Linked DNA regions of Mus musculus: region 1 is linked to region 2. The links are chromatin contacts, called in public promoter capture Hi-C maps. All regions are on one chromosome and are shown on one strand. The core of a region is the stretch at or near the end of the contact, and the rest is flanking DNA. Distances in the headings are between cores, read along the strand shown. Region 1 holds the start of Cox15 (cytochrome c oxidase assembly protein 15). Region 2 holds the start of Lcor (ligand dependent nuclear receptor corepressor).

What was found. Capture Hi-C pulls out chosen DNA fragments and counts their contacts.
Region 1: a promoter capture Hi-C map of liver shows a contact between it and region 2, with 3 times the contacts expected there. The contact joins the promoter of Cox15 here to the promoter of Lcor in region 2. A contact is called at or near these places in 1 of 484 Hi-C or Micro-C datasets (CD4 T cells) and 2 of 9 other capture datasets (adipose tissue and liver).

The regions. Positions count from the first base shown.
Region 1 is chr19:43,750,537-43,757,770 of GRCm38.p6, reverse strand. It overlaps Cox15 (cytochrome c oxidase assembly protein 15), which reads left to right and starts at 4,771. Exons shown (of 9, transcript NM_144874.4): 1 at 4,771-4,949; 2 at 6,237-6,427. The coding sequence starts at 4,860. Cutc (cutC copper transporter) reads right to left here and starts at 4,748. Exons shown (of 9, transcript NM_001113562.1): 1 at 4,551-4,748; 2 at 2,080-2,151. The coding sequence starts at 4,608.
Region 2 is chr19:41,481,413-41,487,996 of GRCm38.p6, reverse strand. Lcor (ligand dependent nuclear receptor corepressor) reads right to left here and starts at 5,315. Exons shown (of 8, transcript NM_001370767.1): 1 at 5,214-5,315; 2 at 4,397-4,470.

The DNA of each region.
Region 1 (7,234 bases), core at 3,522-6,021, 2.3 Mb before region 2:
GTATGGGTGGGGGAGGTCAGGGGAAGACAGGACTGAAGCCCTGAGGGCCAGCACAAAGAATGGAAACAGGTAACTTTGGGAGCTAGGACCCTCTAGAAAGTACTGGAGACCTGGGAGGTGAAAGACTCTCAGGACTCAAAGGGAGGGACCTTGGATGAAGTGCTCTACAGTGGGGAGGGGGAACTTAGAGTACTAGAGGTGGACTCTACAAATTCCTCCAGCGTTAAGATAGGGCATTAAGTGGAGGGATGGGGTTGCCACCACAGTCAAAAGCTCTGACACAGAATTGTTCCTGTCTGAAGGAACTGCAGGGACAAAAATGGAGAAGAGCATGAGAGAAAGAAGGTCCAGCGACAGGGCCAAATTGGGATCCATCTCAAGGGAAGGATCCAAGGCCTGACACTATTACTGATGCTATGGTGTGTTTATAGGCAGGAGCCTAGCATGGTATCCCTTTGAGAGACCCAACAAGCAGCTGAAAGAGTCAGATGCATATACTAGCATCCAACAAATGGACAGAAGCTGGGGACCCCTGTGGTTGAATTGGAGAAAAGCTGGAAGAAGCTGAGGAGGAGGTGGCTCCAGGGGAAGACCAGCAGTCTCAACTGACCTGGACCTCAGAGATCTCTCAGACACTGAGCCACCAACCAGGCAGCATACAACAGTTGATATGAGGCCCCCAACACATATACAGAAGAGGACTTCCTGGTCTAGCCTCAGTGAAAGAAGATGTACCTAACCCTCAAGAGATTTGAGGCCCCAGGGAGCGGGGAGGTCTAGTGGGGTAGGGGTGGGGACATACTCTTGGAGACAGGAGAGGGGGAGGGGAGGAGGGATGGGATGGGGGGGAGACTGGGAGGGGGATGAAGTCTAGACTGTAGAAAGGGATTAAAGAATAAAAAGTAAGCCGGGCAGTTATGGTACACGCCTTTAATCCTAGCACTTGGGAGGCAGAGGCAGGCAGATTTCTGAGTTCAAGGCCAGCCTGGTCTACAGAGTGAGTTCCAGGACAGCCAGGGCTATAGAGAGAAACCCTGTCTTGAAAAACCAAAATAATAATAATAATAATAATAAATTAATTTTAAAAATATTAAAGAGTTGCTGTGGACAGGGAATAAAGGCAGTATTAGGAGAAAAGAGTAGAAAGTAACATCAAGGTTTCAAAACATTCCTCATTCCTCAGAGCTTTAAAAAGCAAACCAGTTACTTTGGAGTATCTATCAAGGTAATTTTGAGATGAAGGGAATGGTGATAGGGAAGGAACTTTCAGACTACTGGGATTGTATTAAAAGGTCTCAGCAACAAGGCTCTCACAAGCCAAAGATAGGACATTATAAGCACCAATAAATAAAATAACTATGATAGATTAAAACACATATTTGACTAGACTAGGATTCCCCTAGTAGACACATCTCTTGAGTGCATCTTTGAGGGAGTTTCCAGAGAAGTTTCACTGAGAAGTAAAGATTCACATTGTATGTGGGTAGCACTATTTCATAGGCTGGAGTTCCAAACCAAAAACAGAGAGGAAGCCAACTGAGCACCAGCATCCATTTCTGTTTCCTGACTACAGACACAATGTAAGACACAGACACAGCTGTCTCACCACGCTCTGCTGCCATGCCTTCAGTGCTTCAAACTGGGAGCCAAACTAAACTCTTATGCTCAGACCCCTAAGAGATCTTTAAACTCTTTCAAACTTTTAAATTTGTGTCAAGTGCAATAAAATAATCATGTTAATGAGTTAGCAGGATTATAGACACTTGACTTGAAATGTGGCCTGCTTGGGGAATGGGGAGATTAGACAGATTAGACCATGCTGGGACTGTAAGCACGCACCACCACACCAAGCTCTTCAGTAGGTTTTCTAGTTAGTTGTTTCTGAAAGGACTGTTGCTATTGGAGAGATGACAAGGCTTTTTAAATTTTTTTAATGGAGTCTCAATAACTCACATGGAACTCATAGTGGCACTTCTGCTGTAGCCTCCCACGTGCAAAGCTTTTGAGGTCAGTTCATAGGATTCATTTTCAGACTCTCAAAAGGTTGCCAGCCATCATGTATCATCTAGTTTTCCTTACCTCCTCTTTCTGCATTCACAGCGGACTCCACCGAATCTACACACACTTCCATAAGAAATCCATTTCCTGCTCCTAAAATATATGAACAGACATTCTTGAAGGAACTAGCAATTAATACAAATCTCCCATAAATACTTCATAATTTTGCTGCCTGAATTCACATGTGCAATAGAATAATAAATTGATGCACTAAGGCCCATCTATGTGGTAAAATGTCATTCATTAAAATTGACATCTCTAGACCATGAAATAGATATACAGACACACACATAAGAAACCAAACTGAAACCATCTTTACTACACAGTAAATGGGACACTAATCTCCCTAACACAGAGACCTCATCCCCGTGTATCCCAGCTCAGACTCTCAGAGTGTTTCTCAATGCCAGGCGTTATAAAAAACGAGAATTGGATTTCAAACCCTGGTCCCACTACTTTATTCCCTGTGTGATCCCAGACAAGTTACTTACATTTTCTATAAAACAAGAGTGGGCTTCAGTTCCTACCTCAGGGTACTGAACACTGAGATAACTTACATAAAGGCTCTCATACTAAGCATTCAAACCCATTAAGATACAGGGTTTCCTCTTTATGACTCATTCCCTTCAGTCTCCATTTTTGCCAATGATTATACTATCTCAGTTGACAAAACCCTTCTAGTTTAATCTTCGAATGCTAAACTTTTCCAAGGACCATACCAAGTCACATTTCCACGTTTTTTTTTTTTCCTCCCAAAGTAGAAACTTTTATCTACTTCTTTTGAACTCCAATAACTTGAGTTTATATATTTCTCACTAAACCCCTAGTTTCACCTCTTATTTATGAGATAAACATCTGGTCGTTATAGTTGACGTGAAGTTCCTTAATAAGGTCATTATAAGGATTCTTTATAGTCACCTCTCAGAAAGCAAAGGTCGGTCCTACCATGCTAACAAGTCAAATATACAGTAAAATCTGAATTACAGATTCATATGTTGATAATAAAAAGTGTGGTGTTAGCAGCTTTGGGGTTTTCCTGCAAGTTAAATGTATAACTCATTTTTAAAAAAGATTTATTTAATTTTTATTTATATGAATACACTGCAGCTGTCTTCAGACCCACACTAGAAGAGGGCATCAGATCCCATTACTGATGGTTGTGAGCCACCATGTAGTTGCTGGGAATTGAACTCAGGTTCAATTGAAGAGCAGTCAGTGCTCTTAACCGCTGAGCCATCTCTTCAGCCCATATAACTCACTTTTAGTTATCAGTTTTAAATGTTGGAGCCTAGAAAATGGCTCAATGGGTAAAGCTACTTACTGTGCAAGTCTGACAACCTGAGCTCATTCCCTGAATGTATTTAAAGTTGGAAGGAGAGAATTAACTCGACAAAGCTGTCCTCAGACCTCCACACACTTACTATGGCACATGTACCCACCCCCACACAATAATTACCAACACACTTTTAAAGTGTTTAATTCATGCTTCATGTATTGATCTCTGCGAGAACAGTCACCACATTCTAATAGTGGTTACTCCTGGGCAATGAATTTGGAATTATTTTTACCTTTCTATATTGCTTGACTTCTTCTACCTGATATTGCTTTTATGATGAAAGATTACTTGGAGAAACAAACAAAAATCTGTCACCTCCTAATAAGTTGCAATAGTCATTGATTTAATAAAAGACTATCAGTCCCATAGATTAGGATTCAAACATTAACCAATGGTCGTAAACAACAATACAGTAACTCCACAAATCTGGTAACAGCCCCACCAGTGGGGCTGAAGATGCTGAAGGAGTATCAGGAGCTCCATACAAAAGTATGGGAATGTCTACAAACTGTTGCAACAGGAGCCTGAGCAAAAAGCAAAAAGTAGGGATCAAAAAAGACATTTGAAGCAGTAGTGCTCAAAGTTAGAGACTCCAGATGGCTTTGGGGAGTCTGTGTCTGTATTTGCCTCTTGGGAGCGGACTGCAGCTTTAGAACACTTAAACACGCTGAGACAGGTATGAGAATCCAACTACCTTCCATCAAGTGAGATATTAAAAGAGATTTGCAAAATACAGAGCATTGCCCCTTTTGCTGTTTTGTTTAGGGATATTTATCCTTCATAAAAGTTATTTGTCTTGACATATTAATAGGCATATCTCCCGCAGGAAGCAACCAGTCATCTGTTACGCAATGGCTGTGGGAACGGATCCCACTCGCCACCCTCGGTGGCAGCTCTAGGTTGTAGAGCTGTCACCACACTTTTATTATCTACCACAGAGACAGGGAGGTGGTATGGTGCCCTCTTGTGGCCCTAGGGGCGGCGGGACGCTGAGGGCACTTGCGAGACTGGCGGGGATCCAGGAGCAGCTGAGGGACTGCGTGACTGCCCGGGACTCCGGAGCACTGAGAAACTCGACCGCGGGAAAGCCTGGCAAGCCGGGACCCACCCCGGGGTCCACCGGCCGACCGCCCCCCTGCCCCGCCACCTTCCGCACCCGCCTTCCCCGACGATATCCACGCCTGTTTCCGCTCGCAAGAAGCCCCTTTCTTCATGCTTCCCGCGTTCCTCCCTCGCTCGCCTTCGGTTTCCACTGAGTCCCCGCGGCCGCGCGAGCGACGGAGGAGGCGCGTCCCCGACGCCCGTGCCCGGCAGCCTCCCAGGGAGTCGTGCGTGCACGCGCAGTGGCCAACCTAGCGCGAGGGGGCGCGCACGACGCCTGACCCGGAAGTGCTTGTTCTTTCGGGAGCGGAGAAGCGGACCGCAGCTCGCTGGGGCGCTCCGGCAGTGGCGCTGTACTGTCAGCATGCAACGGTTGCTCCTTCCGTCCCTGAGGGCCTTGACGGGGAGCCGCAATGTCGGGCTCCTGGTCCCTAGGGTGGCGTCCAGAACACAGGTACCCACTCCTGCTGGCTCGGATCACGGAAGCCGGGCTGGGATAAAAAAGGCCAGGATAAAGTAAACGGACCGCCCTGCAAGTCCGGCTCGCCTTCTCATTTCAGGACATATTTCCTTGTGTCCCGACACCTCCCTGAATGCGGATCCGGAAATATTACCCACTGCTGTGTATGACTGACCAATTTACTTAGCTTTTAAGTTTCAATTTCCTTTTCTGTAGAATGGGAGAACGACCTGTTACACAAGGTGTTTGTAAGGATTAAAATTTTAAATATACATCAAACCCTTAGCACGTGATAAAGGCTCAGTAATTTTTCTTTTCTTTTTATTTTATTTATTTATGCATTTATTTGCACATTTGGTTTTTGCTAAAAGCCACCAGGCAGTCAGGAACTCCTATGTAGCCCCATTCCACAGTGAAGGAAATTGAGACTTACTTTAAGTTGCTTGTCTAAGATACCCAGTTACTTAGAAGTAGGAAACTGAACATACTTTTTTTTTTTTTTTTTTTTTTTTGGTTTTTCGAGACAGGGTTTCTCTGTGTAGCCCTGGCTGTCCTGGAACTCACTTTGTAGACCAGGCTGGCCTTGAACTTAGAAATCCACCTGCCTCTGCCTCCCGAGTGCTGGGACTAAAGGTGTGCGCTACTACCGCCCGGCCAACATATTTTTGCTCTTAGTGTTAGACTCAAAAGAAGACATGTATTCTCTTCTCTGATAATCAGTAGTAAAAGGTGAAAGATCTTTATGGTGTGAAGAGAAACCAGAGAATTCTAGAGTTTGTTATGTTCCTGGAAAAAAAAATATGCCCACATAGTGCCTGCCCTTGAGGAGTCAGTTCATTCAATTGTTAGTTCGAGTACCAAATATGTATTAGGTCTTGCTGTGTAAGGACCCAGTACTACAAAGGGAGCAAGAGGAAGAGCTCCCAGCTTAGTGGGGCATAGGGACAGATCACCTGATACATGACTGTGTGTTAAGGCTTGTGGTAGGGAAGGTACTTTGTGCTGTGACAGTAACCTGTTGTAAGATCCAGGAAAGTCTGGGGCATAACGATGCCAGCCCCGATCTCCAGTGGGTAGTATAAATGGAAGTGTGTGGGAGGGAATAGCACATTTAGAGACTGAGAACCCAGTAAGAAAGGGCTCAGTAGTGCAGATGAGAGTCGGTGATTAACCAGAGCGGTAGCTGTGAAATGCAGCCTTACAGGGGCTTTACTCCAGTTAAATTGAGGATAAGTGTTGGTAGCAGATTCTTCAGTTACGATTTTCTGTCTTGCTCCTTAGTGTGGCAGCAGCTGTGGCAGCCAGCGTCCTCTGAGGCCAGGACAGTACAGCACCATCACTGAAGTGGCTCTGCAATCCGGAAAAGGGACAGTGTCCCTTCCTTCGAGGGCAGCCGAGCGGGCGGTGGGCCGATGGCTTCTGGTGTGCAGTGGGACAGTGGCTGGAGCAGTTATTCTGGGAGGAGTGACCAGGTGAGTCATTTACTCTTGGTGAATCAGGTTATCAGCCAAAAAGGGAGCGTTGGGCCTCATCTACTCTAGCTCGCTCCATTACAGATGGGGAAACTGGTAGCCTGCTCTGCCTTAGAACAGGTTGGCTTTTTATTAGTAGGAGTTTCATTATCAGGACCAGTTTCAGTCTTAACTGTTGCTGGGCGTTGTTTCTATATATTTTTACCTCTCCAGTGTTAAGATCATACATAAATCACAGCCGCTTCATGTATCTCTTAGGTTGTCTTAATATCTATAAACTGACTTTATGGATTTAGGCTTTCCCTTCCTCTAACATCTTTTACTTTTATGTATTTATTATAGCTCTGTTATTATTGTACAAGACCAAGTCATTTGTCCTGTGGTTACCCAAAGTAACCAGGGACTATCTGGTGATGGTTAACATATCCTTTGTCCTTTAAATGAGTAGTTGTTTATTAGATTCAGATTGGGAATGAGGGGACAGAACATTGCCTAGGTGATGCAGCATTCACTCCGGGATCTGTTGGGGACTTCAGCTGACTTGATTACTATTGCCTGAATCCATTATTCAGCTGACTTGATTACTATTGCCTGAATCCATTATTTCGTGAGAATTCCAAAATGGTAGTTTGTGTTGTCATCACCCCAGGAGATAGTCTTTATGAGAAAGGCAGGAGGAGGATACTGGTTTTCTTTGTTCACTAATTTCCAAAATAATGAGTCTGTTGCCAAGATCCTCCAAAGGTTACAAGGACAGGATTTGGATTTTAAAGTGCATAATATACTGGGGCTGGAGAGATGGGTCAG
Region 2 (6,584 bases), core at 4,066-6,565:
AAAAAAAAAAAAAAAACACACACACACACAAAGGAGAGGAAAGATGAATGGACAAAACCAGACAGTTAAAAAATATGTTATGGGCACTTAGAAAAATATTGGGACATTTAAAGAATGATGATTGCAGGAATATAAACTATCCCTGAACTTTGAAAACTGGTAAACTCAAAAAGTTAAAGCAGTTATCATATGAGCAATCGATTACACACTCAAGAAGCGAAAAATACATACTCACTGAAAAACTTGTACACAAATTCTCATAGTACCATAACTGTAATATCCAAAACAAACAAACAAACAAACAAAAAAAAGCGTGCTAAATGTCCACACAAAATGTAGACTGTCCTTATAAAGTAGTATTATTGTTTGGCCATACAAGGAATACAACTGTGGATGCATGTTACAACCCAGATGAAACTTAAAAGCTCTAGGGTATATAAAAGAAGTCAGATATAAAGGCCATAGAGAGCATGATTTCAACTGTAAGAAACATGACATGACAAACCCAGAGAAACAGAGCAGATTAGAAGCTGCCAAGAGGTAAGCCAAAGAAGAGCTGCGATGACTGCCTATAAGCATGGAGTTTCTTTATGGAGATGAAAATATTTTGGAATTAATATGGTATGTATACAACTTTGTGAATAGTTAGAAAGCAGAAACTGTACATTTCAAAAAAGGTGAATTTTGCCATTCATGGTAACACGCACCAATAAGCCTGGCTCTCTAGATACAGAAGCAGGAAGATGAGGACTTTGAGGCTACAGACTTCGAGACCAGCCTGGACTATACGGGGTCCTGTCTTAAGAAAGAGAGAAAGAGAGAAAGGAAGGAAGGACAGAAGGACGGACTTTATTACATGGGACTTCTATTTCAATTTAAACTTTATTACATGGGACTTCTATTTCAATTTAAAATCTCAAGACACAGACCTAGGGTCCTTTTCTATGTAAGAGTCAACAAATGAAAACAGGGCTTATAATGGAATTATGCCCAAAGCAATGTGCAACTACAGAACAGGAAAAAAGGAGGCAGAGCCTGTGAGGAGGGTATTGCAGACAAATTAAAAGATGTATAGGAGTGATAAGTGTTTAACTTGAAAGTAAATAAATACATAAATAAAAAGGTAGATGTGGTAGCACAGGACTGTAATCACAGCACTTAGAAAATGGAAGCAAAGAGAATCAGACATTTAAGGTTAGCCTTGGTAACACAGTGAGTCTGAAACCAGCCTAGGTTACATGAAAACCTGTCTCATGACAAAAGTAACAGCTTTAGGGCTAAATGTGGTCAGTCACGACTTTAATTCCAGAATCAGAGGCAGGTGAATCTCTGAGTTTGAGACCTACCTGAATTCCAGGACAGTAAGACCTACATAGGGAAACCCTGACTCAAGAAATAAAACACAAATCAAAATGAAAAAGGCATTCTTACTCTTTATACCAAACTGTGCTCAATCTGAGAGAGATCCATCTGACTGCCTCTGCTTCCCAAGTGCAAGGACAGCACCCCAGCTAAATCCCACTAAAAGCTCCTGAAATTCAGAGGAGCCCCCTTCAATTTTTGTGTACAATGTCTATTTTTTAAGGCAGTTGGCTTAAAAGGTAGGTGAATTAATCACTTACCTTTGCCCTTCATTCCTAGTAACAGCAGTAAACTAAGGTACTGGACAGGTACTCAGAAGTGCCCACAGACATGAAATAATCAATTCTCACTATTAGAAAAGTCAAGGCCGCACTCGGGAGGCAGAGGCAGGCGGATTTCTGAGTTCGAGGCCAGCCTGGTCTACAAAGTGAGTTCCAGGACAGCCAGGGCTACACAGAGAAACCCTGTCTCGAAAAACCAAAAAAAGGAAAAAAAAAAAGAAAAAAAGAAAAGTCAAGGCCACCCTGCTTAACTCATTAAGTTTAAAAACTGGCATTTTCAAATATTTCTAGAATTGTTGTAGCTATAAACACATTTGACAAAATCACAGTTACTTGAAATACCTTTCCATGAGTCAAAGAGATCTATCTTGTTCTTTTTTAGTCAAACTAGAACTAGCTAAAATCACACCTTTTCCCATACTAGGAAGAGCTTGAGAATACAGTAAGGTTAAGGGTCAGCCAAGCAATAGACAGCATCACATCGGACAGAGTGAAGGGATTGCCTGGAACCTCCCGCAACAACGCCAAGGTAAACAAACATCCACTCCCAGACTTCACTGTCTGACCTCAGTTTAGGGTCTGTTCTAATCCAAAGTGCTCAAAATGGTTTGGGTATGGAGCAGCTGGAATTTCAGGTTTTTAGACTATGGATGCTCAGTCAGTAAAATCCTTGCAAACATTTCAAAATTTCAAAAACACAGAAATCTCAAACACTCCTGATCTCAAGCACTTTACTCACTCTGTATTTACTCAAACTTATTACTGACTCCATAACTTGTCTTCCAGAAATCACTGGCCCCTTACTCCCTCTGTGCCAAAAACAGCAAGAAGGAAAACTAAATCCTGAACATGACTGAAATTTCATTTTTAACCCGAAGACTGTTATAAATTAAGTTTCACTTAGAAACCAAACACCCCTAAAATATTAAGATAATCAACCAAGAGAATCAGAAGATTACCTGCACAGAACAAATCCTAGTAAAACAAGAGCTATTGCATCTGATAACAAACAGCACAGCTCCTTTTAAACTATAGCCTGCCAGCCCTTTATAACACAAACCTCATAGCACCACTTAAAACACTCCCCTTAGAGAACAAAATTACATGTAACAAAAGAGAAAATATGACGCCCAATTGACTTTAGCTGAGCAATTATCGATAAGTATTAGTACTTAAAATACCATCTGTAGCTGGGATTCTAAAAGCTCCCGGACATCATCTAAAAATGGAAATCTAGAGTTCCAAACATTCGCTCAGAAAAATCAGTCACCAACTCAAAAACATTCTCCAAAGACTCCATTTGACTCTGAGAGTCAATTGAGGTGTTTACAGGAGAATTTTATTAGGAAACAAAACAAAACATTTTTGTCCAGAAGCAGTTATCAACCACTAATACAATTAATGAAAAGAAAGGGGAGGTCACAGAACACAAGGATTTTAAAGCAAACAGCATAGGGATACTCATTGAAATAATTTAAACAAAAGCTGTATCTACACAAGAAATTTGAAGGGTTGCATTTCTCAATTCCACAGTATTTTAAGCACTAAAATGCCCTCCAGGACACAATCAATCACCAAGAGTAAAACACTACAAAAAAACAAAACAAAACAAAACAAAAACAAAACCCTTCTAGTTTCAGTCTTTTGTATTAACTAAGAATCCAGAAAACGCCTCAATTAGATGTTTCTCAAAACCTGCCCTGTACACTTACTTGACGATGACAAATAACGTAATTCCTAAGTGCTTAAGCCCATGTCACATTATAGCAAATGTGTGACAGGTCATGGAAAACAAAACAAGCAGAAGCAGAAGAGAGCAAAGACAGCTAGAGCCGAAACGGCTGCTTCCTGGAGGGCAGGGCAGGGCTTGGATTGGCAAGAGGGAAATTTTAACCTGTATTCAAAAAGGTAAATCACCTCCTCCCCCAAAATTGCTCAGATTTTCATTATTTACCCAAGTATACATTTAAAAATATATACTTTTAACCTCTGGACAACCAAAGTGGTATCAAATATCTTACCGAATTAATTACATTTGGTATTACAGTCTAAGTCTTTAATAAATTCACAATACACATTTTCATAACGAAATACTGCAAAAAATGGCAGTGCTCATTTTCTCTAAGTACAGGTTACCTTATTTTCCACTTTTTTTAAAGTTTTAGTTTTGCTTTTTCATCTATTACCAAAAAAACATCCCTTATGGGACATTGTAAAAGGGCAGACCCTCCTGTCAAGCCAGAAGGCTCCAACACAAAGACTGAGCTAACCAAGTGCTGTAATTCTTCCAAACTGAGGCTCTCCACACCCCCTCCACCCTCCCCCCCCCCCAGCAGATATGTCTATTAAATCAGTGTCTGTTCTCCCCCTCGCACAACAAAGAGAACTTCTCACCGCATGAAATTGCCGCTGAATGGACACCAGAAAGCAGGATTTGCATAATTCCTTCCAACGAAACCCCATCGGGAAAGAGGGGACCCCGGGCCCAAGTGGACGGACAGAATTTCCCAGGTCCGTCTGAGGAAGACCTGAATCCCTAGAACGCGCCCCATCCACACGGGGGGCTGGAATTCCGGGCCTCCCCGAGGACTGGGCGTGGGGGACAGAGGACGACGAGAGGGCATTTCCCCACACATCAGCCGCACCGAAGCAGAGACGGGGAAATAACAATGCTGAGGACATTAGAGTCAGACACAAGGATGGACAGAGGCTAGGGGGCGGCGGGTGGAGCAGACACCACAAGAGCCACTTACTTTTTGGAGGGGGGTTAAATATGTGAGTTAAGCCCTTATGGTCCCGCCGGCCGCCGCACAGAGGGAAACGGGACCTTGGGAGAGAAAAACAGACAAAACACACAGTGTGAGAGGTGCAGCTCGCCTCCCGGCCCCTCCCGGGCGCCCCCCACTCCCGTCCACGCTCCCGCCGCCCGGGGAAGCGCGCCGGTCGCCGGCCGCCGGGGCTCCGCGGAGGGGACCAGGGTGACCCCCCCGCCCGGCTTCCCACCCGGGCCTCCCCGCCGCGCGCGCACGCCAAACACAAATCCGCACACACCGACCCGTGCGTCGAGGACTAACTCCGCAGCCGCCGCTGCCAGCAGAGGAAGTGCAGCCGCTGCCCCCCGCGGCCATGACACCCCACTTGGCTCGCTCAGGCGGACGCGGGGCCTGTGACAGCTCCGGCTCCCTCCGCCCCCATCTCCACCTCACGCCTCGCACACGCCCGAGCGCCGCCGCGCGTGCACGCGTGCACGGGGGCGCGCCGCCGGCGTGGGGGAGGGGCGCGGGGCGAGGGCAGGTGGGGGCGACCCCGTGCGTCCCGGCGCGCTGGCGGCGGCGGCGGCGGGCCCGGCGTCCACAATGCGCCCGCTGGGGGAGAGGCCGCGCGTCCGAGCCCGCCCCGCGAGCCGAGGGGAGGGGCGCCGCGGCGGCGCGCTCGCGCTCCGGGGGGTGGGGGAGGGGGCCGAGCCCGGGAGGGCGCGCGGGGCCGGAGCGCGGCGGACTCTGCCCTGCTCCCTCCCACGCACGGGAGGCCGGCGGCCGGGCGGCCCGGGGCACCGGTGGAGGGCCTCACCTACACAGTGGATGAGCTTGTGGCGCCACGAGTCCAGTTCTTGCCGAAAGCCGCGTCTCTCAACGGAGCATTGCTGCCGCCTACACACCCTCGCCATCTTCTGCCGCCCGCCCGGCCCTGCCTCCGCCGCGGCCCCGCGCACGCCCAGCCGCGTCGCCCGGGGCCGCGCACGCACCCGTGGCCTGGGCGTCGCGCCTCCCGCCGGGGGCGGCGCGGGGGCAAGGCTGCGCTCACCTCCCCGTGGCCCCGTGGCGGCCCGCTCCTCCTCCCGCCCGCCCGCCCGCCCGGCGTCCCCGCGCACCAGCTCTGCGTCCCACGTCCAGTCCCCCCGCCCCGCCCGGAACGGCGTCTTTCTACGCCGGCGCTCGGTCCCCGCGCCGCCCTCGCTCTCCAGGCAGGCCACGGTGGCCCCGGCCCTCCCCGGGGCTTTTGGGTTTTAAACTAGTCCCATCTATCACTTCCTACCTGCCTATCGGCCCGCACCAACTGTTGCAAGTTCCGCACCATTGCTTCTCGCAACTTCTCGGTCGAAACGGCTCCTCCCACGGGGGCGCCGTGCAAGAGCAGAAATAGGAATAAATGCCCGGATGCCCTTGGAGGCATTGAGCCCCGAGGTTTGCAAAGGTGAAGTGGATAATTTTAAGTTTTAAGTTATCGAAATGCTTCGCCGGTATTCATAAGCCCCAATTTAAAAAAAAAAAAAAAAGAAAAGGGTTTTAAGTCAAATAAAAAGCCTAGGGGATCTCTTACTAGCAAGACTGATCATAGTTGAAAGTCTTAAGAGAGCTGAGAAAAAAAAATGTGCTAGTAGAAAATGAATTTCAAACTTTCAAACAACAGCTTAAGAATATGTTGGGAAATATACGCCCAGATCCGTAGTTCAGGAAAGGACTCAGAACATTTTGATGAGAAAGGATTTCCAGGTGCCTTCTGGGATAATTAAACCACCTTGCACAGGGAGCCTTGTTTTGTTTAAACATCACACTATTAATTACTTGATTTATTTGAAAGAGAGGAGAAAGAGCAAGGAGGAAATAGGAAATGAAAAAAACGGAAATGGCTACTTACCAATACAAGCTAGGTGGCCTCTTCCTCACCCTTAGAATTTGAGAGTGCATTCCTTCTAAATATTTAAATGTAAGTATTTCTGTAGGTAAAACAAAATCATCACTTGACCTCAAGGATTCCACTGATGTGTATCAAGTCTGGGTCTTTGAAGGGAGGGCGCTCTGGCGTGGGAACGGGGGTAACTGCCCCTAAGAATGACTTGGTGGGTCTCCTGGATAGGAGTAAGATTACGGGTAGTAGGCACCTTCCATCTCAGAGCCAATTAGATTTCCACAATTCTCAAAGCCCGCACTGTTTCATCGC